Linked DNA regions of Mus musculus: regions 1, 3 and 4 are each linked to region 2. The links are chromatin contacts, called in public Hi-C maps. All regions are on one chromosome and are shown on one strand. Each heading gives the region's core, a stretch centred on a gene start, on an enhancer-like site or on the middle of the called end of the contact. The rest is flanking DNA. Distances are from core to core; before and after follow the strand shown.

The links. Hi-C and Micro-C count contacts between places; a contact is called where the count stands out from the background.
Region 1: a Hi-C map of the N1E-115 cell line shows a contact between it and region 2, with 4 times the contacts expected there. The contact joins two enhancer-like sites. A contact is called at or near these places in 5 of 484 Hi-C or Micro-C datasets (the N1E-115 cell line, cortical glia, gonadal supporting cells and 2 more) and 3 of 115 datasets of contacts at active chromatin or transcription factors (astrocytes and stem cell-derived neural progenitor cells).
Region 3: a contact with region 2 is called in a Hi-C map of the N1E-115 cell line, with 2.8 times the contacts expected there. The contact joins two enhancer-like sites. A contact is called at or near these places in 10 of 484 Hi-C or Micro-C datasets (the HL-1 cell line, the N1E-115 cell line, cerebral cortex and 4 more) and 1 of 115 datasets of contacts at active chromatin or transcription factors (astrocytes).
Region 4: a Hi-C map of the N1E-115 cell line shows a contact between it and region 2, with 4 times the contacts expected there. The contact joins two enhancer-like sites. A contact is called at or near these places in 2 of 484 Hi-C or Micro-C datasets (the N1E-115 cell line and cerebellum).

Annotation. Positions count from the first base shown.
Region 1 is chr9:27,720,706-27,727,009 of GRCm38.p6, forward strand. No RefSeq gene overlaps it. Among named protein-coding and RNA genes, the nearest start is that of Gm39314, 67 kb to the right of the region's middle. Within about 2 kb of position 4,051, at least 12 of the 459 cell types and tissues checked have an H3K27ac peak or open chromatin away from gene starts, as enhancers often do. A contact at or near this core is called in the N1E-115 cell line, where this site is marked.
Region 2 is chr9:28,245,352-28,251,449 of GRCm38.p6, forward strand. All of the region lies in intron 1 of Opcml (opioid binding protein/cell adhesion molecule-like), which reads left to right. Among named protein-coding and RNA genes, the nearest start is that of Gm39313, 150 kb to the right of the region's middle. Within about 2 kb of position 2,955, at least 43 of the 459 cell types and tissues checked have an H3K27ac peak or open chromatin away from gene starts, as enhancers often do. A contact at or near this core is called in the N1E-115 cell line, where this site is marked.
Region 3 is chr9:27,519,624-27,525,164 of GRCm38.p6, forward strand. Gm30791 (a long non-coding RNA gene) reads left to right here. Exons shown (of 3, transcript XR_379207.2): 2 at 1,672-1,869; 3 at 2,682-2,868. Among named protein-coding and RNA genes, the nearest start is that of Gm30791, 3.5 kb to the left of the region's middle. Within about 2 kb of position 3,873, at least 2 of the 459 cell types and tissues checked have an H3K27ac peak or open chromatin away from gene starts, as enhancers often do. A contact at or near this core is called in the N1E-115 cell line, where this site is marked.
Region 4 is chr9:27,641,775-27,647,347 of GRCm38.p6, forward strand. No RefSeq gene overlaps it. Among named protein-coding and RNA genes, the nearest start is that of Gm30791, 130 kb to the left of the region's middle. Within about 2 kb of position 1,642, at least 5 of the 459 cell types and tissues checked have an H3K27ac peak or open chromatin away from gene starts, as enhancers often do. A contact at or near this core is called in the N1E-115 cell line, where this site is marked.

The DNA.
Region 1 (6,304 bases), core at 2,801-5,300, 520 kb before region 2:
GGTTAATGCCTCGCCCCACGCCATTAAAGTCTTCCTTTCTTATTTGTCTCTCTTTGTGAGCCTATCCTTTATTATTACTATTTATTATTATTATTATTATCATTATTTATTATTATTATTTACAACCCAAATGTTGCCCCCTCCCAGTTCCACTTCACAGATTTCTTCACACCATTACTACCTCCCCATTGCCTCAGAAAAGGTCCCCCCCCCCATACTCTTTCCCTGGGCCATCAAGTCTCTGCAAGATTAGGTACATCCTTTTCCTCTGAGGCTAGATAAGGCAGTTCTCTGTAACATATGTGCTGGGGGCCTTGGACAAGTCTGTGTTCAGTCTCTGGGAACTCCCAGGGGTCCAGGTTAGTTGACACTGTTGGTCTTCCTGTGGGGTTGCCATCATCTTTAGTTCCTTTAATCCTTCCCTTAGCTCTTCCATAGGGGTCCCCGACCTCAGTCCAATGTTTGGCTGTGAGTATCTGCATCTGTCCTTACAGAGGACAGCCATGCTAGGCTCCTCCCTGCAAGTATAACATAGCATCAGTAATAGTGTCAGGGTTTGGCACCTGCCTGTGGGATGGATCCCATGGTGGGCAGGTCACTGGTCATCCATTAGTTTCAGTCCCTGTTCTATTTTTGTCTCTGCATTTCTTTAAGACAGGGACAATTTTGGGTCAAAGATTTGAAGGTGTGTTGGTGTTCCCATCCCTCCACTGGGGGCCCTGTCTAATTCCTGGAGGTGATCTCTTCAGGTACCATATCCCCGCTGTTGGGTGAGTCTAGCCTTTAATGGCGGAGCTTTCTCTCCAGCCCACTTATTTTCCTCTTAATGAGACCAACTTTCATTCCCCTTGTCAAAACCAAATGGAGGACTCTTCTGCTCCCCAGTCACTGCTAGCGACAAATCAGAGCACATAGGCAGTGCCTTAAAGCCCTTGCAGCTAACCATGATATGAATTACACTAGGATACTCAGTTGCAGTGGTGATAGTTTAAAGTGAGCATGCCCATGGCCTCAAAGATCTGTACAACACATACTATGACCACTTCTCTACTGGGAGCAGAATTGCATGGCTTAAGTCACCACTGAGTGCAAATAGTTTTAATATGTCCAACCCTCTCTCCCATTGGTGTAATCCAGGTTACTCGTGCAGCTTCCTCGCCTAAATAAAACATCTATAAATTCTTCCATTTAGGATATCAAGAATCTGGACAGAAAGATGTCTGACCTCTGGTCCTTCTCCTCTATGCCAACTCTAGAATCCCTCTCTCTCCAAATGATAGGAGGTGATGAGTGTGCTCGACAGTCCACATGTCTTCTTCCAGTTCTCTTGAATTCTGTTTTTAGTTTAGCTTATAAAATGCTATCTCTTGCCCATTTCTCTGTCGGACTGCTTTTCTCTGAGCTGAAATGCATCATCCATTAAAAGGTTTCTCTGATCCAGACACTTCTCCTCTCAGGTAAGGACACTTCTTGCAGAGTTACTAAAAGGTCCCATTCACCTCTCTCTCTTGAATACTTCATGCCACACTTGGAACATAATAAACATTTATGTATTTGTTAAGCAATTGGAGAGGTCCCCCCCCCCTTTTTTAAATTTCTAGTTGTAGAGCTAATACACTCCAATTGGATGAGACAAAAGCCTTTCAAACTCAGTATGTTGCAAACTGACTTCATCACTACCTGCTACCAATTTCTGTTTGTTACCATCTAGAGGAGTCATAGCTAAAATGCATTCATGTTCAAACCACATTCATATTTGATTTGCCTGTGCATCTCTGTTCTTGCTGCCAGGTATGCCACAGTCAGCAGTCCCTCAGTGTTGCATCCTGGACCACCAAAATGCCTGTCTAAACAAGTCTTCCTTGCTATCCATCTTCTGCTAAAATGTCAGTGTTTTAGTCCTCAGAATGCAAGTCTGGTTGTGGAGTGACCTTACAAGTAGTAATCATTTCTCATAGGCCATGGGAGAAGGTCCTGGCCCAGAAGTAGGCTGATGTAATCTAGCTGGAGGTCAGTCTTGTCCCTCCTGGCAGTCCTTGCTGTTGTCGTCCTGGCACTAGGATCCCCATCATGCTTTGTTCTTCATGGTTTTCATGTCCTTTTGGCTGTGCCTTGACTCCAAGGCACCTGTGCTACCTGGCTAATGCTGGACTCTCTTCATTTCTCTTGGCTTCAGCTCAGTGCAGCATTCTCCCCTAGAGAGCTTTCACTGGTCATCTCATTACTAACCACATTTGACGGACACTTTCTCCAGTGTATCCATTGACCTTTGATGACACTGATAAGCTTAAGTTTTTGCTTTCTTTTGTTTCCTCTGGCTAGATTGCAAACTCCACATGATTATGTATTTAACTTGTTTCTCTCCACTTTGTGTGCACAACACATAACATGGCACTTACGAAGTGCTTGATAAATGGTCTGAGAATTCTTGACGTTCAAATATGTAAAAGTAAACCCCAGACATATGAATGCAGTTTGGCTATGGAGGGGAAGTTGGCTCCTACACTTGAAGATAATGTGTGGGGATCAGTGGTGGTATGGCAGTGACCCTCACAGGTTTCAGTGCTAGGCAAGGATGGGACAAACAGTCCCAGCTACTGGACTTAGAGGCTCTTGGCTACTCTTGTTCCAGATAATCCTTTGAGTGGCTGTTTCTAGCCTATGAGTGAAAGTAGCTTATAAACCAAGGAAAGGCTATGGCCAGAGGGTGCCTTACTCCTCAGTCATCTGACTTTGCCTCAAGATCATCTTGTTTGCCATGTTGCAGTCTCTTGGGATCACAAAAATAATCTAGCCTTTCCCTTCCCTTCTCCTATCATCTCTCTTCTCAAGGATCAGATATGCATCAAGGTATCAGACCTCTCCAACATTTTTCCTTCCCTCTGTGTCTTCCTTCATAACCTTTCCATATGAACTTCATGACTTTGACTTGGGGAACCCAAGTTACTATGAGGGCTATTACAAATATGTTTCACCCAACTGTCGAGCTTATGTATCCTGAGCATTTCTAAAGACAGGGAAATGGCTTTTGCCTGATTCTGTGAACCCAATGTGGCCCCTACCAGCCAGATTTTATCTATGTTATCTGGCTTTGCACATTTTCACCCAACAAGCATGGTCATGCTTTGAGTCTCTGAATTTCAGAATCAACTTGGACCATGTGACCATCAGTCCTCAACTATATGAGCATTTCTGTTTTACGAGTGCATAGATCCTTTGGGAAAGAACTTGGAGATCATTATGTCTCCATAATAGTGCAGCTAATTTATCACTCGGTGGGGTTGGGGCTGAAATTGGCCCAGAATGGAGAGCTGAGCAGGGTCTTGTGTGTTAGTGTGCTCACACTCTGCACCTGCTCCTCCCTTCTTGCTGCTTCCCTGAATATTAAGTAGCATCCTGTTGTGGCTCATCAATTTTATCCCTGGGCCCAATATAATCCCATAACTATCTTCATGATCTCCTGTGAGACTGGGTTCCTTGGCTGGCCCTCTGGCCTCTGAAGTCTTAATGAATTGTGGCAATTAAGCAGGGCCACCTGGCCTCTGTTGTCTGCTTTCCACCATCCAGCAGAAACTGTCCAGCTCAGGCCTGTCATGAAGCCTTCTGCCCTTGGCTTTGACCTGCAGAGGAAAGCACTCTGAACTTCTTGGTGATGTGAATCCAGTGCTTTCCTCTGACCTTACTAACCTGTCCCCAGAGCCTCCTCTGAGTCTCCTGGCTATCCCTAATGATAATGTATGTAAATTAGCAGGTCTACTTTCTAAAGTTTTTGTTTTTTGTTTTTTGTTTTTTTGTTTTTTTTAATTTCTTCATTCAGCAACTTTTAGAATCAAGTCAGATATCTCCAGTGCACAGAGAGCAATGTGCTGAGGACCAAGTCATGTGCTCCCAGTGTAGAGAGAGCAAGCCCCTCTTTCAGGTGCTTCTAAACAGTACCTCACAGATAGATGGTTCATTTCCTTCTTGTCCTGAGCAGGTGGCCCAAACCAAAGTATTTGCATTAGCAGACTCTCTAGAGGAGCCATGGCTCCCTGACAGCCTGTGCTGCTTCCCTGTTATGTAAGCCTTGTGTCATCCCTCTCCCTGCCAGACGGTCTCCACAAGCTCCTCGGTTTACCTCATGGGTGTTTCCACCAATAATCTTTTATATCTAATTCCATCTTGGCATCTTTCCCTTGCTTTGGGGACTTAGATTAAATTGTACAGACTTCTGCTATCTCACTGAATATGTTCAATGATTTCTTTTGTATTTATATTTTGTAAGCCTGTCTTTTAAAAAAGCTTTATAAATTTTATTATATATATATTTAAAAAACCCTTTGCAATTCCTAGTGGACTGCTGGCACCAGGGACACCCAACTCTGTCTGTATTCCTGGAGGCCTGCCAGCACCAGGAACAACCAGGCCTGCCAATATCTGGAATGACCAGGGATGACTTCACACCAGGTCCCGTACTCTCCAGATCCCCGTAGGCACACCCAGCAGAGGTAAACTGTGCCCTGTCCCCTGAACTCCATTTGCAACACACAATGCTGTCTGCATTCCTGGAGACCTGCCAGCATCAGGAACTTCCAGGTAAAATACCTGCCCTCCAAATGCCCTACTTGCCTAGTAACCCTAAAGCATACCCAACAACCATAGACTGCACCCACTCCCCTGCACTCCACTTTCTGGCCCACATCTATGCCTGTATCCTTGGTGGCCAGCCAGCACCAGGACACCAGATAGCTAAAGGCCAGAATAAGAACACAATCAATAAGATCCAGGGCACTACCAGAGCCAACTCTCTTACTACTGCAAGCCCTGGATATTCTAACACAGTCAATGCACAAGAAAATGACTTTAAATTCAATCTTACAAAGGTGATGGAGTCCTTTAAGGTAGAAATGAATAAATTTCTTAAAGAAATACAGGAAAACACAACCAAACTGGTAAAGGAAATGAATCAAACTATTCAAGACCTGAAAACAGAAACAGAGCATTTGAGAAAATACAAAATAAGGGAATCCTGGAGATGCAAAACCTAGGTAAGAGAGCAGGAACTCTAGACCCAGATGTCATCAGTTAAAGGAAGAAAGACTCTCGGGCATAGAAAATACTATAGAAGAAATTGATACATATGTCAAAGAAAATGTTAAATCTAAAAAGTTTTTGACAAAAATGATCCAGGAAATCTTGGCTACTATGAGAAGATCAAACATAAGAATAATAGTAATTGAATAAGAAGAAGAAGAGGAAAAGGAAGAAGAGGATGAAGAGGAGGAGGAAGAGGAGGAGGAGGAGGAAGAAGGAGAGGAAGAAGGAGAGGAAGAAGGAGAGGAAGAAGAAGAAGGAGAAGGAGAAGGAGAAGGAGAAGGAGAAGGAGAAGGAGAAGGAGAAGGAGAAGGAGAAGGAGAAGGAGAAGGAGAAGGAGAAGGAGAAGGAGAAGGAGAAGAAGAAGAAGAAGAAGAAGAAGAAGAAGAAGAAGAAGAAGAAGAAGAAGAAGAAGAAGAAGAAGGATCCCACTCTAAGGCCCAGAAAATAGTTTTAAAAAAATCATAGAAGAAATTTTTCCCAACCTAAAGAAAGAGATGCCTATAAACATAGAAGAAGCTTACAGAATATCAAAGAGATTAGACAATAAAAGAAAAATTTTCTGTCACATAATAATCAAAACACTAAATCTACAAAACAAAGAAAGAATATTAAATGCTTTAAGGGAAAAAGGTCAAGTAACATACAAAGGCAGACCTATCAGAATTATACCTGACTTCTCAGCAGGGACTCTAAAAGCCAGAAGGACCTAGGCAGACTCTTGCAGTCTCTAGGAGACCACAGATGCTGGCCAGCCCAGGATACTATACACACCAAAACTTTCAATCAGCATAGATGGAAAAAAAAACCCAAGATATTCCAAGATAAAACAAAATTTCAACAATATCTATGTAGCATGAAATATTAAAAAGCAATCCATGGTATCCCAGCAAGGCACTGGGCTGGCTAGCCCGGCACTGGCAGGCATGGATGGCCTGTTCTCATCTCATAGAGACTCTCTGACCCAGAGCTCTGAAATCTCTCCACCCAGCTTGCTAAGTTCTCACTGGCAGGTTGCTACCACACCAGCCCCATGCATCCAAATTTTCATGGCCTTTTGGGGTACACTTCTTGCAAACCCAGGTTTTGCCACCATACCTTTCTCTCTAGAACCCAGTTGAGTCATTGTGTGAAGGAAAACCACAAAAACTTAGTTTAGAATTAACAGGTAACTCAAATATTGGGCTCAGCAACTAGCATTCTAATTTATAAGCCAGTCTAAGTTCAACTC
Region 2 (6,098 bases), core at 1,705-4,204:
ACTAAGAAATGGTTTAATCCGTTGATGACTTCATAATATGACAGCATTATTGGGAACAAGGGAAGGAGGTGGCAAGGCCTGACTAGAGGACAGTATGGCCTTGGGTACCAAGTCTTGGCCTGGGGCCTCTTCCTGTGTTTGCTTTTTCTTTCTTAGTAACTATGGCTATATGAACCATTCTGCCCCACCAGTCATTGCCTCATGACAGACTGACACCTCGGAAACTAAGGGCCACAATTAAAATTCCCCCTTTCAAGTTGTTCTGTCAGATGTATCAGTCACCCATACACAAAAGTTGCTTGTCCAATAGGCACAGAGCACACAGGACTCTGTTAATTGGCCACATAGCCTGCAGTCTGTTGAGGGAGGCATCCCTGTAGACAAGAAAACAGGATGCAACATGATGAGAGAAGTAGGTAATGAGAACACAAGGCTTAACTCTTCAGAGGCCACCAGGGAGTCTCAGAAGAAAGCTCAGCAGGTTACCATGGGCCCCACATCAGAAACCCATCAGCATGAGCTTCTGTTGGTGCTGCCTTCTTCTCCCCGTAAGACATTCTGTCTACCATCAGGAATGCCAGAGGAGTCTGTCCCATCAAAGTCCCAAACCCAGTCTGGGCTGTTACAAAGAGGCTTTCAGGCTCTAGCTGCATTTAGCATCTGGGTTTCAGATCGCTTTTATTTCAAAACCACCTTCTGTTGTGAGTTGTTGTTGTTGTTGTTTTAATATATAATGGCATAACCAAAGGCTAGCCCATGTCCTATGACCCTCTCCCCCACAGCACCCTGCATCCATACTCTCCTCATTCCCAGTACCACACTAGGGTGTGGGGTACCACACAATACCAGAATGGACCAGTCCATTCTGTGCCAGACCTCCAGCCCCCAGAATACAGCCCTGCAGGCCTAAGTGAATAAGCAGAGAAAGGATGGGGCAGGCACCTGCAAGCTGTTTTAAAGGACTGGAGCAGAAAACACCAGCCTCCTGCTCTGTGGCCATATGAGCAGTTAAGTCTTTATTCTCAAGGTTCTCTCATGTTCCTCCACAGCTTAAAACAAGCAACCGCACACTCAGGTGTGCTTCTGGCTGGACGGCAGGGAAGGATTCAAAGAAAACTTTGCAAGTAGGGAACATAGGCCCATGGGTAACCTTCTAACCAACCTCTCGCTCTCAGTTAGGAGCATAGTTAAAATGTCCCACAGATGTGACAAAAGCCAACTTAGGGGGCAAATAAAAATATGTGCTAAAGGACATAGGGATAGCCATTTTGGGTGTCCACTGAGGACATAGTCACTGCCACCCAGCTTCATCCTCTGACCCCAGCCTTTCTGCTCACCATGGCTCACAGTCAGTCACATGGGGATATCTAGGAGCTTGTTGCAATGAATATTCTCCGGATCTGCCCTGGATGGACCCAAGTGAGACTGTATTTTAACAAGATTGGGCATGGAACTGGGTACACATCAGCATCAGAGGGGCAGTGCCCTGCCGTGCCTTGTGCTGATGTTGATTCAAACCGAGGTCTACTTGCCTGACCAAGTGTGTCTGTTCAGGACTGTGGGGCTACAGGCTATTGCAGGCTGCTATGGGGGAGCCCTGTTCACAGCCACTAAGGGATTCCTTTAGCTTCCCCTCTACACCCTGCTTGTGGGAACTGATAAACTATGCCTCTGTCATGGAATGATCTTCATGGTGAGTTAATTCCCTGAGACTGACTGCTGCCATCATGGCTCCAGTTCGAAGGATGTTCCTGATTAAGGAAAAATGATGAGGTCTCAACTTGTCGTTGGCTCTGACACTGCCACAGAATGGAAGGCAGAGCTGGCTGGAGGGTGCTGAGATGAAGGCGGGGGTCCTTTCTCCCAGGAGGCAGGTCACAGGAAGTCACGCTATGGTTTTCCCTGTATATATACCCCAGAACAGCAGAGTCAGGGAATAAGGAAGCCACATGTAGTGGGGATGCTGTTGTCACTCTTCACACACAGATTGTGCCCTTGCACTTGGCAGGGTCCCTTCACCCAGGCTGAGTATAGAATCAACTCTTCTGCACTCTGATATCCAGCCTTGAATGCTTCTGGGGAAAAAAAGAGGTCACCACATGTCAGGATAGCTACCCTTCTCCCTATGCCATGAACTCTAAGGAATGGTTTGGTCATTTCCTTCTATCAAGTTCAAAGACATCTCCCTGATACACACGGGTGCAAAACATACATACGATACTACGATATGCTATTGAATAAACTCACAAGCTCTCTGGCAGCAAATGTTTTCATCTGGAGAGGCAGGGGTCAGGGCAGAAATACAGGCAGATCTACATACGGAGAGCAGGGTCCAGTGAAGTGGAAGTGGGTGTGTGGAGGAAGGCAGGAGTGGGCATAAAAAGTGAGGAAAAGCAAGAGGGAGGATTACATAAGGAGACCAGTCCACTCACAATAACAGGATTGACGTGGCTCAGGACTTCTCCCCAAACCTGTCATTCATAACTCCTAACAGCTTCATACTTCATATTCCCCCAGCAGAGAAGGGGCAGCATAGAATAGATAGTGAGGAGTAGGATGTGTTTGTGGCAGGGGAGTGTCTGCCTGTACTGGGTTTAGTTCTCAAATTGGAGTGACAAGCGGCACTATTAAAAATCCATGTGCATCATGAGCCCCCTTGTGTCTTTGAAGAGCCATTGCAGCTCTGCAAGAATTACTGGGCTGAGGACTCTTCCAGGGGATTGAAGGGTGTCTCTGCTGGATGAACAAGGTACAAGGGCCCAGAAATGAGCACTGAGAGTGACCCAAATCTTTGTACAGGCAATCTATAAGGGCTTTATTTTTTTATTCCTTGTCTAGGTTCTGTTTGGCGTCTAAAGCACATTTCTTTCCCTATCAGCGATTCCACACAAGGGCTTGCTCACCCCTTCACTGTTCCCATCGCTTCTGTTTTGTTTGCTATGCATGCTGACAGCTGTGTGTAGGCCATGTGCTCTTCCTTGTGTGTGCCTGATGATAACAGTGAGCTTCTCTCTACTTCCTCTAACTTAGGTAAGTGATGCTGTGGTGGAGAGCTCACTGTTCCCGCATCTCCCATGCACACATTTCAACGCATCCCTGCTTCTCTGTGCTGAGTTCCTTCTGTCCAGTGACTCCTGTGATCTGTATCTTTGCAGCTGTTCCTCAAGGTTAGATCCTCATGTACCACCACTGGTACAGTTACCCTGCCCGCCAGCAACCTCTACCCCAGCAAATATCCCTGCAAGAGATGCTCTCTGGTATTTAGGATAGCTTGGGGCTGTAAAGTATGCCAAAGGACAAATCTAGGTCACAGGAATTAGTTGAGTTAACCTAAGGGCTAGCTCAGGCACTCACCAACCACGGCTTCCACAGTTGTTATTCCCGTTGTTTCCATGTCCCCTCTGCCACTGCCAGCCTTCCCATTTCTACCAGCCAATTATGTATAAAATGACTCAGTCTCATACTCACCTGCTCACCAACAAACTGAGACTCCCTTCCTGTATTCCACTGGCATCTGAGTTTCATTTTTAAATCCCATGTTCATTTCATTTGCCCATAATCCATCATCGTTTTTTTTTTTCTTTTTGGTTTTATTGATGTGAAGATTGTCTTTGTAGAACGAGTATTAATTCTATGGTGCTTTCAGATATTAAATTATTTTCTTCCATGCAGTCCAATACAAAAATATTTCCTATTCTGGACAGAAATCTTTCACTCTATCATACTTATTCATAGTTTCCTTTGTGCCTTTAGCTTTTGAGATCATGTATAGAAATTCAAGCGAGTCTTCCCCCTCTCCTAGCTCACAGAGTCACCCTCTGGCTTTTCTCTTTGTTGGCTTTGATAGTTTCTCCTTCCTGCACTCATATCTTTAGTCACAAGGCATCTGGCTCTCAATCAACACTGGGCTGGGATCTGGTGTTGTCCTATCTTGGTCTCTGAATGCTTTCTGCTCTCATTTAAACAAATTGCCATGCTGAGCCTGTGGGAGAAACAGTCCAGAAGCACAAAGCTTGGAACTGGTTGCAGGGATCAGCTCCATGGCTGGAGCAGGCTGATGGACCCGGAGTCTGATCTCAGAGTTTCCAGACTAGGTCGAGTCCTCTCTCCAGGGAGCCGTAAGTCTGATGGCGATTGGTTCTGACTCACCAGAACCAATGATTACCTCCCTTGCCGGATTTCTTGAAAGACAAGGTTTCACCCACCTGTTCTAGGCAGCTTGGATAATAAACAGCAAAATGAATCACACGTGTCACCATTTGCCCATTGGCAGCCATTGCTGCCCTGTCACAAAGAACTTTCCCATTGTAGCTTTAGAAATATGATACCAGAAGAACTGGTCAGAAGTGCCTATTAGCTGTGTCTCAGATTCACCTGTAGGGAGGGAAAGACCTGAGTGGAAAAAAATAATAAAATGGAGAGTGGAATTGGATGTATGTATTTACCCACTGCGCACCAGCTTAGTCCTCAGCTCTCTGTAGGTTACTTCCTTCCTCTGAGCTCCAGCATCTTCCTGAGCGATGGGAATGAATGGCTATGTGGATGGTGACATATACCCTAGGTGATTTATTTATCTATTGACCTATTTAGGCAGAGAGAGAGAAAGAGAGAGAGAGAGAGAGAGAGAGAGAGAGAGAGAGAGAGAGAGAGAGAGAGAGAGAATGAATTATGTGTGTATGTGTGTATCCACATATGTGCATGCATGCCAAAACTTGTGTGTATATATTTATATATTAGAGGAAAGATTTCCAATGTTGGTTCTTTTCCGACCAATAGTGTGCATTTGTGGATGGGGTGGAAGTCCCTGAAGATCATAAGTCAACATGGCAGGTGACTCCCTTACAGGGTAAGCTACCTCATTGGCCCTCGTTGGAGGGAGTTTTATGCAAGATCTCATCTAAGCATTGGGACATAACCCTTACCTGTCCGTATTATGACATGAGCCAGATCAAGTCCAAAATGCTGCTGGCATTTCTATGACACGTGCACACTTCTGACCAAAGTTTGAACAGTTTTACACACCATGTCTTAAGGATCTAATTGTTCCACATTGTGAATGACAGTCCAGAAGCAGGTGTGTTCTCCCTTGCAGAGATAAATGAAAAGTCTCGATGAGGTAAGGCCAAGTAGGTCTCTCTTCAGCACAGAAAGTGAAGAAATGGCTGTCCTTGCTGGGGACATTTCTCATTTCCTGAAACCCACAAGTTTAGATAGCAATGGTTTGGGACTAGAGCAGGGTAGAGGAAATTATTTGGAGTGTAAATATAGCTAGAAACAGCCAATTTATTTGCCAAACACATACCTGTTAAACTGCAAAGTATGTCCTGCAAAACGTTAAGCAAATAAAGTATAAAATAATAAATATTAGACTACCTGTCCATATCAAAAAGAATAAATGTACACAGGTTTTAGATATGTTTAGACATTCAAGGAAGAAGTTGTGGGAAAATATTTCTAAAATTCTTTCAAAGGTTGGTATCAGTGTCCAGGGGATAGGCAGAGACTCTGGATCATGCATTTGCTATTTGATACTCATCAAATTCCTTCAGAGATCTGAACTAGATTGACAACTACTGCATGGGAGGAAGAGACAGTCATCAACTCACTGGGATTTTGCTGTCCAGTGTGAGCACTGGCTTCCTTCCTGGTTCCCACATAGATATAAGCATTGCCCAGATCTTAGTGACATTGTCAGGCTCCCCAAACCCTGACCATTGACTTCAGAAGCTCTTGAATGGCAAGATACCCAGAGAACTGAGAATTGAAAGGATCCAGTTGTTCAGCTCCAGGTTAAGTGGTCAGAACTCTTCGGACAGATGGACCATGGTTTTTTCTTGCCTAAGTTTTCTGCAGATCCCAATGGCGAGAGGGGCCACTTTCAGCTGTGTGTATGCAGGGGCACCCCACTTCTGAGCAGAGCACTCCTCAGCAACAATAGCCCTGTCTCCCTGTGATCTCTGGAAATGGGTTCTTCATACAGAACGGTGTGGAAAGAATACAGGGCTTCCATGGCCTCCTGACTCCCTCATATGGAAGACTGTAGTGGAGAGAGAATACTGGGGCCCAGGGACACTTTTTTCCGTTCATCTTTGGAGAGA
Region 3 (5,541 bases), core at 2,623-5,122, 720 kb before region 2:
CTCCTGTCTATGATCTAACTCCCTTTATCATTCACTGCCATTTTCAGAAGACTCTGAATTAAGACCCCTTTCTCCTTTGCCTCCCCCTAATACATTTGCATGCTCACTGAGGCGAAAAATTACATGATTTCAAGATTGCCCTGAGTCCTGTTTCAGACCTTGGGCCTAGTTAGCAGGGCCATAGATGTGCAATTAAGCTGGGACTCACTGTCCTTAACAAGGACTCGGAGCTGCTTTAGTGTGAGAGCTTCCTGAGAAGGCTTTGCTCCACTGCTTTGCAGCCCCGGGGTGCCTTTGTCATATCCAGAGCCTAGATACCCCGGGCAGGGTGAGTCTGTGAGAAAACATGGTGTAGCTGCACAATGCATCATGGTAAGCGAACAGCTAGAAGGCTGAGGGAAGGGAGTTGTCCCCTGAAAATGATTCTGTCTAAAATGTTCAGAAGAAAAGGTTAGGCCTAAATCTTTGGCAAGAAGAGCCAGACTTGCTATTAAGAGAGACAAACATATCAGATGAAATCATTGACTGCTTTTCACTGAGCCTCCTGTCAGCGGCAAAGCGCTGGAGCTTCCAAAAACACCCGAAAGACAACAGGCTCGTAAATGAGGGATTTGGAGTGGAAAGATAAATGAGAAAATAGAGAAGCCCTGATTGCATTTTATGTCATCCTGGGTGGGAAGAGAAGTATAAGCCACAATACTTTACCAACAGTGGGCAGGGTCAGGACACATGGCAGGGTCAGGTACATGTCTAGACCAGAGCCCCTTCACTTCTGGCAACAAGGAACCCTGGTTTTCTTTTTAAGTGAAGTTTCGTTTCTCTCCTTTCCTTTCCTTTCCTTTCCTTTCCTTTCCTTTCCTTTCCTTTCCTTTCCTTTCCTTTCCTTTCCTTTCCTTTCCTTCCCTTCCCTTCCCTTCCCTTCCCTTCCCTTCCCTTCCCTTCCCTTCCCTTCCCTTCCCTTCCCTTCCCTTCCCTTCCCTTCCTTTCCCTGTCCTTTCCATTTCCTTTTCTTTTCTTCTCTCTCATTCATTCTTTCTTTCCTTTTTTTTTAAAAAGATTTATTTATTTAATGTATGAGTGCTATACCTGCATGTACACTTGTGTGCCAGAAGAGGGCATTGGATCCCGTTATAGATTATAGATGGTTGCAAGCCACCATGTGGTTACTGGGAATTGAACTCAGGATGTCTAGAACAGCCAATTCTCTTAACCCCTGAGCCATCTCTCCATCCCCAGGCTGATTTCTTTAGGTCAAAGGGTTTGCCTTGGCAACTGGGAACACAGACTTTAACAACTGGATAGGTCCATTTAATCCACATTTTTAGGGACCAAGCATCTCAGATTTATTGTTTTCTGTATTTTTATATCGTCTGTATCATCTTTACTTCTTCAATTCGTTCATAGTCCTTGCAAATCTTTGTTGACTGGAGGCACTAAGCACACCAGTCAACGAGTTGGAAATTATTCTGAGATTTACTCAGAGGATAAGAGAACCCACTTACTGCAAATCTCTCCAAATTAACCTGACTGAAAGGGAAAGCCAGGCTGAACTTCCTGGTTGTGTGGACATTTATTTGTGAATATCTTCACTTGTTCATCCATTGAGAACTGACTGGGTACTTACTCTGTTCCTGACCAAGGGTCCTTGTCTCTTGTGGGCCTTCTTTGCAGCTGGAGAAATGCACTTCACTGATATGCCAGGCAACTGGAGGAGCACGTTTTGCCTGGAAGCCTCAAGCCTCTGGGCTGTGGGCCAGAGGTTCTTTCCTAACTGAGCCTGGTCACAAGGGTCAGGAGAATCAGATGCTGCAAACAGTTCCTTGCTGTGGATTGCGGATCACACTTCGTGGGAGGCACCAGAGGTTCTTGGTAAGAGAGTGAACTTGAGGCACTCATCTTGTAGTGAAAGCTGAATGCTGCTGTCTCCCCCCACCCCCTTTTTCCATTAATGTATTTACTTATTCACTTTACACCCCAATATCAGCCCCCTTCTCCTTCCAGGCCTCTCTTACAACTCCTCCTCCATCCCTTCTCTTCTCCTCTGAGAATGTGGTACACCCCCCCCCCCAAGCATCCTTCTTACACCCCTCCCCCCAGAACATCAAGTCATTGCAGGACCAGGCACAGACCACATCCTCTCTCATTGAGGCCAGACAAGGCCAACCAATGATTGGCCCAAACTGAGATCCATCTCACGGGCAAGAACCAATCCCTGACACTGTTAATGCTACTCCTCTCTTCGTGGCCTTTCCTCTTCTGAAGAGACCTGAACTCAGCCTCTCTAATTGCACAAGTGCTTGCTCTATGCTGGCTTTTGCCCCCCAGAAAAGCAGGGAAGCAGAGATAACACAGTCAAATGTGTGAGATGATAAGTTCTGTGTGGTATAAGTGGAAAAAATGCAGAACCAGAGAGACAGAGATGGGGTGATTGGACACGGACATAATTTTGTTGTTTAAAGTTTAGACATAGCTTTTAAAAATTTTAAAATTAGATTAGCAAACAAAGTAAATCTCATCTCGGTGACTCTGTACATGTGTGTCCTGCTTTATTTTCCTTTGCCTCCCCTCCACACTGCCCTTTGTCCCCTGCCCCATTCCAGGTGGCTCCCTTCTGTTTCTCGCCCTCTGTTTATTAGCTACCTTAAGATCTTAGCCATCCCTTCTCATGGACGCCTTTCTAGTTTCAACACCAGTGTTCTTAAACAGAAGAAACCTCCGAGACTCCAAAATTCCAAGTGCCCCTTCCATCACAGTGAGGACATCTGGGAAAGAGAAAGTGGCCTTCACCAAGCATGGCGTCGTTTAGTGCCTGGCATTCATTTGGACTCAGCAGCCCCAGAATGGAGAGAGCTGTTTACTGTTCATAAGCCAGCCATTTTAGGGTGCTTTAGTATTTTGTCACAGAAACCTAAATGATCCAAGATAATAAAGTGCCCTCTGCTTAAGATTTAAATGTCTTGTATTGTGTGCGTGAGTGCTTTGCCTGCATGTATGCACAACACGTGAGCCTGGTACCTGGGGAGGGTCAGAAGAGGGTGTCAGTTCTTATACCTGGAGTTATATGTCATTGTGAACCACAATTGCGGTACTGAGCTGTCAACTTGGTCCTCTGAAAGAGCAGCCAGTGCTTGTAACAACTGAGCCATTTGTTCAGTCCCACTATTCAATATTGAAACCAGGCAGCCTATGCCATTACAATTTGTGATATTATCTTATTTGTTCTGTGCATTTGACCGGCACACTTCTGTCCCCTTGTTTCCCTTCAGTGGAAAGGCTGGCTCTCTAGACCAAATCATTAGTAGCATAAAACAAAAGTGATGTTGTAGGAAATTACTTGGGTGGCAGGTAGAAGGCCAAATGAACAATGGGACTGTCAGTCCCAAGAGTGGCAGATTTATGTTGTCTCTCTTCTAGGCTGAAGCGATGTGAGGACAGTGACCCCCCCCCCCAACCCTTTACTTCTGTATCTGGTACCATGTCTAGCTCCCCTGTAGGTACTTAACACCTATTTGTTGTTATCATTGCAACTGACAAACATCGGAATCCCTCTTGCCCACCCCGCACATGGAAAGGCAATCGCTGCTTGGGCTGGGATCAATTCAGACCACAGCCCTGCTGCTGAGACAAGAACTTTACCTTATCTTGAAGCCTTACAGCCACCAGGAGCTGCAGGCCAATGTAATTTGCTAGTGCTTTTTAAGTCAGTAGCAGTTTTTCAGCAAACATATCAAACCCTTAATGGGGTTTTTGAAAGTAAATCTCCTGTTTGAAGTGAGAAGGAAAAGAAATAAGCAGTTATTATTCCATTTCTGTCCTTTACCTTTTAATCTGGGGGCTGGGAGGGAAGGTGAGTGAAACCGGGGTGAGTAGAGTGATTCCTCAAAGCCAGCAGGCGTCACGGTGGAGAGTCAACCTCCTGCAGCCACTGGCGTGCTGGGAGCCACGTGGATGAAATATTAAGTACAAGGCAGCAGTAATGTGGTTGCTGCAGATGTAATCAGATGAGTAGTTAAAGGCCTGGCATTCTTTAGGGAAACAAATGATTGATCAACCCTGCAAAATAAATAACCTGGCTCTTTGGCTCTACAGAGCAACTTTAAATATTCCATCTACCCCTATGTTTGTGAAGGGCTGTCCTCATCTGACTTTTGGTTGCTTGTGAATTTTGGAAGAATTTCTCAAACATGACTTTTTAGGCATTTTTTGATCCAGGCTATGGATACAGAGAGTGCCATTTAAAATTCTTGTTCTGTCTCTTGCTTGGCACGAGGCTCCTTGGAGTCAGTGATAACATACAGCCATTGGGGAGGCTGTGCGTTCTTTGGAGGACAGTGCTGGGATGGGGGCTATCTGGGCCAATGGCACACAAAGACACTCATCATAGTGTGTATTTGCAGTTTGGAAGCAGTGTGTCGAACATAAAACAGGATATGGTTTGGAAAGTGGCTGGCTCCTCATGGTTACCAAAAAGCCTAGAAAGCCTAGAAAGGCTGGGGTGCAGTGCTCTCTGGGGCAGCCCATGTGGTGAGTTGTCAAAATATTAAAAATCCTTGCTGGGAGCTTCTTCCCTATCTTAGATGATTTATGTTCCCAGATGAAAGACACATACACATATGGCCTTTATATTCTTTATATATATATATATATATATATATATATATATATATATATATATATATATATATATATTATGTATTTTCCTCAATTACATTTCCAATGCTATCCCAAACATCCCCCATACCTTCCCCTCCACTTCCCTACCCACCCATTCCTTTTTTTTTTTTTTTGGCCCTGGTGTTCCCCTGTACTGGGGCATATAAAGTTTGTGTGTCCAATGGGCCTCTCTTTCCAGTGATGGCCGACTAGGCCATCTTTTGATACATATGCAGCTAGAGACACAAGCTCCGGGGTACTGGTTAGTTCATAATGTTGTTCCACCTATAGGGTTGCAGATCCCTTTAGCTCCTTGGGTACTTTCTCTAGCTTCTCCATTGGGAGCCCTGTGATCCATCCAATAGCTGACTGTGAGCATCCATTTCTGTGTTTGCTAGGACCCGGCATAGTCTCACATGAGACAGCTATATCTGGGTCCTTTCAGCAAAATCTTGCTAGTGTATGCAATGGTGTCAGTGTTTGGAAGCTGATTATGGGGTGGATCCCTGGATATGGCAGTCTCTACATAGTCCATCCTCCAAACTTTGTCTCTGTAACTCCTTCCATGGGTGTTTTGTTCCCAATTCTAAGAAGGGGTACAGTGTCCACACTTTGGTCTTCATTCTTCTTGAGTTTCATGCGTTTAGCAAATTGTATCTTATATCTTGGGTATCCTAAGTTTTGGGCTAATATCCACTTACCAGTGAGTACATATTGTGTGAGTTCTTTGTGATTGTGTAACCTCACTCAGGATGATGCCCTCCAGGTCCATCCATTTGGCTAGGAATTTCATAAATTCATTCTTTTTAATAGCTGAGTAGTACTCCATTGTGTAAATGTACTACATTTTCTGTATCCATTCCTCTGTTGAGGGTCATCTGGGTTCTT
Region 4 (5,573 bases), core at 392-2,891, 600 kb before region 2:
GTAATGGTGTATAGGATCTTGGATTTTATATTTCTTGTCACTTGCTCCTTTCAACTGCTTTTGAATGTGGATGCAATCATCTCCCTTTTGTTGCTGAGAACCCGAGAAACTTCATCAGTCTGGGCCTCCAGACAAAGCTAGCAAATGTATGGACAGAATCTGAACTCCCGTGGCTCCAAAGAGATTCATGTAAGACTGCTGACAGCAAATAGAACACGGCCCTAACTGAGTGCACGACAGTTTTCTGAGCCCTTGGCCTGTATGCAACGCAGCTGCTTTCTACAACAATGTTATAAGAGATACATGTTTATTGGTACCTACTTTCCAGCTGAAGAGACTGAGGCACAAGGCCTTGCAAACATATGACACCATGAAGCACAACTGTGAAGGGAGGCACTAGGCTCTAAATCAGCCCTTGCATCCTTCCAGGACACTGCCCTGTACAGTCTCCTTCCAATACTTTATGTCCACTCAACACACATGTATGAAGCTGTTATATGATGCCACTGCTATAAACACACTTCTGGATATGGAAACAACTGGAAATGCCAGGTCCACACTAGTGTGCATGCTGTGGGGGGGTGAGGGGCAAGGGAGTAGTGCCCTTAATGGGTTGTCCATCACCCCCCCCCCTTTTCCTAGGACATCTTCTGAATTTGATTCTAAGACTTCTGTATAAAAATGAAAGCTGCTAAGTATAAAGTGGCCTTTGTTGTGTTATTATTCTGGCTGACCCCTTTGGAATCCAGGATGAGTTGCCTGAGACCATGTGCCTTTCAGAAGATGGCTCTGATCCTTGTGCTAGAGAACAGAGTCCACAGGTAAGTAGAAAGTGGCTTCGTGGGAGGAAGCCCAGGATACAAGCAGATATATCCATCCACCTACCCAATTTCTAGTCTTCTGCATATCTGTGTCAATGGTACCATGTCTGAAGTATAGACTAGATGAAAAACAATGAATATCAACAGAATGAATGGCTTTACTGGAAGGAGAAGTTAGAAATGCTTATTTAGAAGACTCTGTGATCGCCTGCCATCTTCTAATAAGGTAAGAGAGCAGAAAGGTCCAAAGTATCTAGATATTGTGCAGAATAATGGTGCTTCATCTTTGCTCCAGCTTTTATGGTATTTCCCATCACCCCTTTCCATCGAGGTAGCCTCATTTCTGCCTTTACTCACCTTGTCAAGTTTTCCTTTCTCATTCACAGTGTGTCGTTGCAATGTGAGAAACAACAGACACCTCAAACAGTGTGAAAGCATATTAATAAATCATTTTAAAGTATTAAAATTGATATCAGGTTTTTTGCAATATTTTATCATTTATAATTTATTAAGCATGTTATTTGTCACCTGGTTAAGCAAGAACACCAATATTCTGTCAGGAGACCTGACTTCTCAGTGCCTTAGCCATCACCGAGTGGAGATAATCAGGCAGAGACAGCAGGATACAGGCAGCCTGGAGGTCAGTAGGCAGACTGAACTTGTGTTTTTACAGTTTGTTTATTGCTGGTGAAGGCAGTCCAAGGCTTCTCACACAAACAGGCTAGACAAAGACATGGGAGGTGTACATAGTTTCCCCTCCTCCTGTGTCTCCCTTCTGCTGGAGCAAGAAGAAGGGTGAATCCACTGTCTAGCTTGCTATGCTTGCTGTCACTCACCAACCGTTCAGAGTTGGCTCTGGCTGGCACTATCAGAAACAGTTGAGATGTATTAGTAAGCAAAACAGACCACAATTTCTGCTCCTGTGGGGCTTATCTACTAGCAAGAGGAGATAAGTATCCCAAAATAAATGCAATAAATATGGAAGTATGCTAGTAGATTAGTAGGTGGCAAGTGTTATGTCTTTGCTTGGCCTGTTTTTTTTTTTTTTTTTTTTTAAAAACCAAAAACAAGTTGCCACAGACATTGTAATTTGTTTCACAACAGATGCTTATCATTCTAGAAGGAAGTAGAAGGCATTGGTTGACCATTGAGTCCCTGTGTCCTGGTTCACAGATGACAATCTTGATATATTCTTACATGGAAAAGGAAGATAGGGAGAGAGAGAGGGAAGGAGAGAGAGAGAGAGAGAGAGAGAGAGAGAGAGAGAGAGAGAGAGAGAGAGAGAGAGAGAGAATACTTCTGACCTAATTATCTTCAAATACTTAATATATTAGTTCTAGACCACCCTGTTCCTGTACTGCCCATCTGCAGGGATGTGGGACTATGCCAGCTCTAAGATCCTGCCCTTGTTTGCCCTTCTAGAAAGAAAGGCAAGGCATAGGTTACATGGATCAGAAGGGTCATACTTGGCAGCAGAGCTGCAGAACCACCCATCCTTTGCCAGAGAATGTCAAGTGAAGTCAGGCATAAGTGCTGGACATTTGCCATCCCAGAGAGTTGATAAAAATGCTCAGAAACCCAGATCACAAAGGATTGCAAAGCCATGGCCACTTGGCTGTTTTCCTCCTTAGCCAGGACTGACTGCATTTCCTTTGTGACTGCCTTTGGGGTCTTCCTGGCAATGTACTACCAGGGATTTTATTTCTGTGAGTTGTGGATGAATGCTGGTCTCTCAGTGAGCACTCAGCTGGTTTAGAGCAGGATTCTAGTCTGAAGCATCTAACTATTTTCTTTTAAGAGTTAGCCTATACCTCTAGTTTCTTCATTAAGCTAGAGTCATCTGAGAGGAGAGAATTCCAATTGAGAAAACACCTCCCTAAGATCGGGCTGTAAACAGGCAAGCTTGTACGTCATTTTCTTGATGAGTGATTGATAGAAGAGGCCCAGACTATTGTGGGTGGTACAATGCCACTGAGAAGCTTGGCATGTTTTTTGTAAGAAAGCTAGCTGCGTTTTGAAGCAAACCAATAAGCAGCTCTCCTCCATAGCCTCTGTTTTTAGCGTTTTCCTCTCTGCTTGGTTTGAGTTCCTGTCTTGGCTTCTCTCAGTGGACTGCAATTCAAGATATGTAAACCAAACAATTTCCTCCCAAAGTTGCTTTTGATCGTGATGTTTCATCACAGCAATACTAACCCTAACTAAGACACAGAGTATCGCAGAGTTAGGGAATTAAGACAGAATGGAAAAAACATGTGAGCCTCCTGTTTGTTGTTTAGTAATGCCACTTAAGGGAGAGCTCTGGGGACACAGAGTGATTAAGGATCGGTGGATGAGCGAAGGGAGGAGTTTAGCATGCAGAAATGTATATGGTCATAAAGTTCCTTACACTCATCATAGTTTTAGGGGTAAAAGTCTGGACTCCCTGGTAGAAGCATGTCAGTCATACAAATGATATCTACCATGTATGTTATGAATTGACTGTTGTTCACTGAGGAAGAGGCAGGAGGCAGAGTGCGGAGTACTCGATGTTTCAGAGGCAGCTCGGTGATGTCAAACATGCTTTATCTAAGAATCTTTTGGGTCGTGTGATAAGAATACCCATTCTTTTTTGTTGTTGTTTTGTTTTTTGGTTTTTTTTTGTTGTTGTTCTGTTTTGTTTTGTTTTGTTTTGTTTTTCGAGACAGAGTTTCTCTGTATAGCCCTGGCTGTCTTGGAACTCACTTTGTAGACCAGGTTGGCCTCAAACTCAGAAATCTGCCTGCCTCTGCCTCCCAAGTGCTGGGATGAAAGATGTGCGCCACCACGCTGGGCCTAAGAATACCCATTCTTAATGAGATGTGGTATGATAGTGTGTTTCTTTATTCTCAGCACTCAGGAGGCTGAGGCAAGCCTGCCTGAGGCCAGTGTGGGCTCAACACAAAACAAAGCACCAGTGAAAACCATCAGTATGTTCCACGTCTTTAGTCAATCTGTCCTTTACTAAGGAACCTGTGGATGTGTCTTGCCAACCGGCGCTGGGGATTCTTATCTATGGAGCCTGCAGTTCTTGGTACTGCAGATTACAATTAAACCTCGAGGGCTTTTGTAACTGCTCAGACTTAGCCCAGGGGCTCTGCCCTCTTCCATCTAGGTGGGGTTGTGCCCTGCAAGGTTTGATGTTCTACAGGTGTGTGCCATTCAGGCGAGGCTGCTGTGAAAACTAGGGTTTAGGTTTCTGTGTGGAAAAGCTGAGTCTGAATCTCTATCTCACACTGGACAGGAGCCTTCTGCCTGAGGAACTTCACTGCAGGAAGAAGAGTTATTGAGTCTGCTCAGCCTTGTGCATGGCTATTCTGGGAAGCTTACTCCAAGCTGGTGCTGGACACGGACCTCCCCAGCTGTAGGCTTTGTGGAGTGAGTGGACATCCTGGAGAACTTAGGGCCAGCCATTTCTATTTTCTTCCTCCCTCCCTCCCTCCCTCCTCCTCCTCCTCCTCCTCCTCCTCCTCCTCCTCCTCCTCCTCCTCCTCCTCCTCCTCTCTCTCTCTCTCTCTCTCTCTCTCTCTCTCTCTCTCTCTCTCTCTCTCTCTCTCCCTTCTTTTAAGGTCTGTCCCTGTCTGGATGAGAGATACGAAGAACATGTGGAGCTTATGTTATGCCACGGCCTAGCTGGTTCTATCTGCGGCTCTGCAGTCCCAGGTGCCCCAGGTAATGAGGAGGGCGGGACCGGGCAGGCAGCCTGCATTAGTGCCGCCCTGTCCACCCCCACATTATCCTGACTTATTACATTGTAATAAATTGAACCATTCCACTTCATTATTTCATATTTGAGGAGATTTATAGATTGTCCTGGTGGCTGAAGAGGCGGTGATTAAAGAAGCAGCGTGCTAATGAATAAGACTTTGCACAAAGCCATTTTAATTAATGCACAGCCTAGGGGCTGTAAACCACTTGCTGATAACAAACCTGCCCATTGAAGAGTTGAACTGACAACTTCCCACAGAATAAAGGCAGACAGGGTAACGTAGGTATGCCTTTCAAGTGGCAATTAGGGCTACTGAGCGGAGTCTCGCTCCCCACCTCACGATGGTAGAACTGCCCACCATGCATCTATTTTTCCAGGCCAAAAGTTTTGAGTCTCCTAATCCCTGGCATCCCACTGTCTTTAGTACCTCCTCAAGTAGAATCTCTCTGGATATGAATCCAGGACCACAGCTGAACTTTCTGAAGGGCCCTATGTGGCAGAGATTCTTGGAGTGGAGTACAAACTTCACACACCTACTGCTATGTTTTTACCCCCAAAGTTCTTTCAGAGCTCTGGAGACAAAGGCACAGCTTCTGCATTTTGATTTTTTTTTCCTCTTTCTTTTTCTTTCTTTTTTTTTTTTTTTTTTGGTGGAGCAATATCATCAGAAGCTCATCCCACCATCTCCCCAGTAGCCCCACCCTCCCCATTTGTAGCTGCGTAGGGTTTCCTAAGGAAAGCCCACTCCCTCATCTCCATTCTCCTGGCATTGTTCCGTATCCCTCCGGGCTTCCGGTAAATGCCATTTTCTGACAGATGAAGTCCAAAGGGTGACGGGCAACGCAGTGACCTTTCTCTGTTAGTTTAATGGTTTCCTGTTGGGATTTGATGTTGGAGACCGAGAACACGACGATGAGATGCCTGTTGACTGAGTTGATAACCACATTGTTTCTGCCACAAGACTGACGGTGGTTAGGAGTATGAGTAACATAAGTGATAATGATTCTCCTAAGGAAAGGAATGCAGCC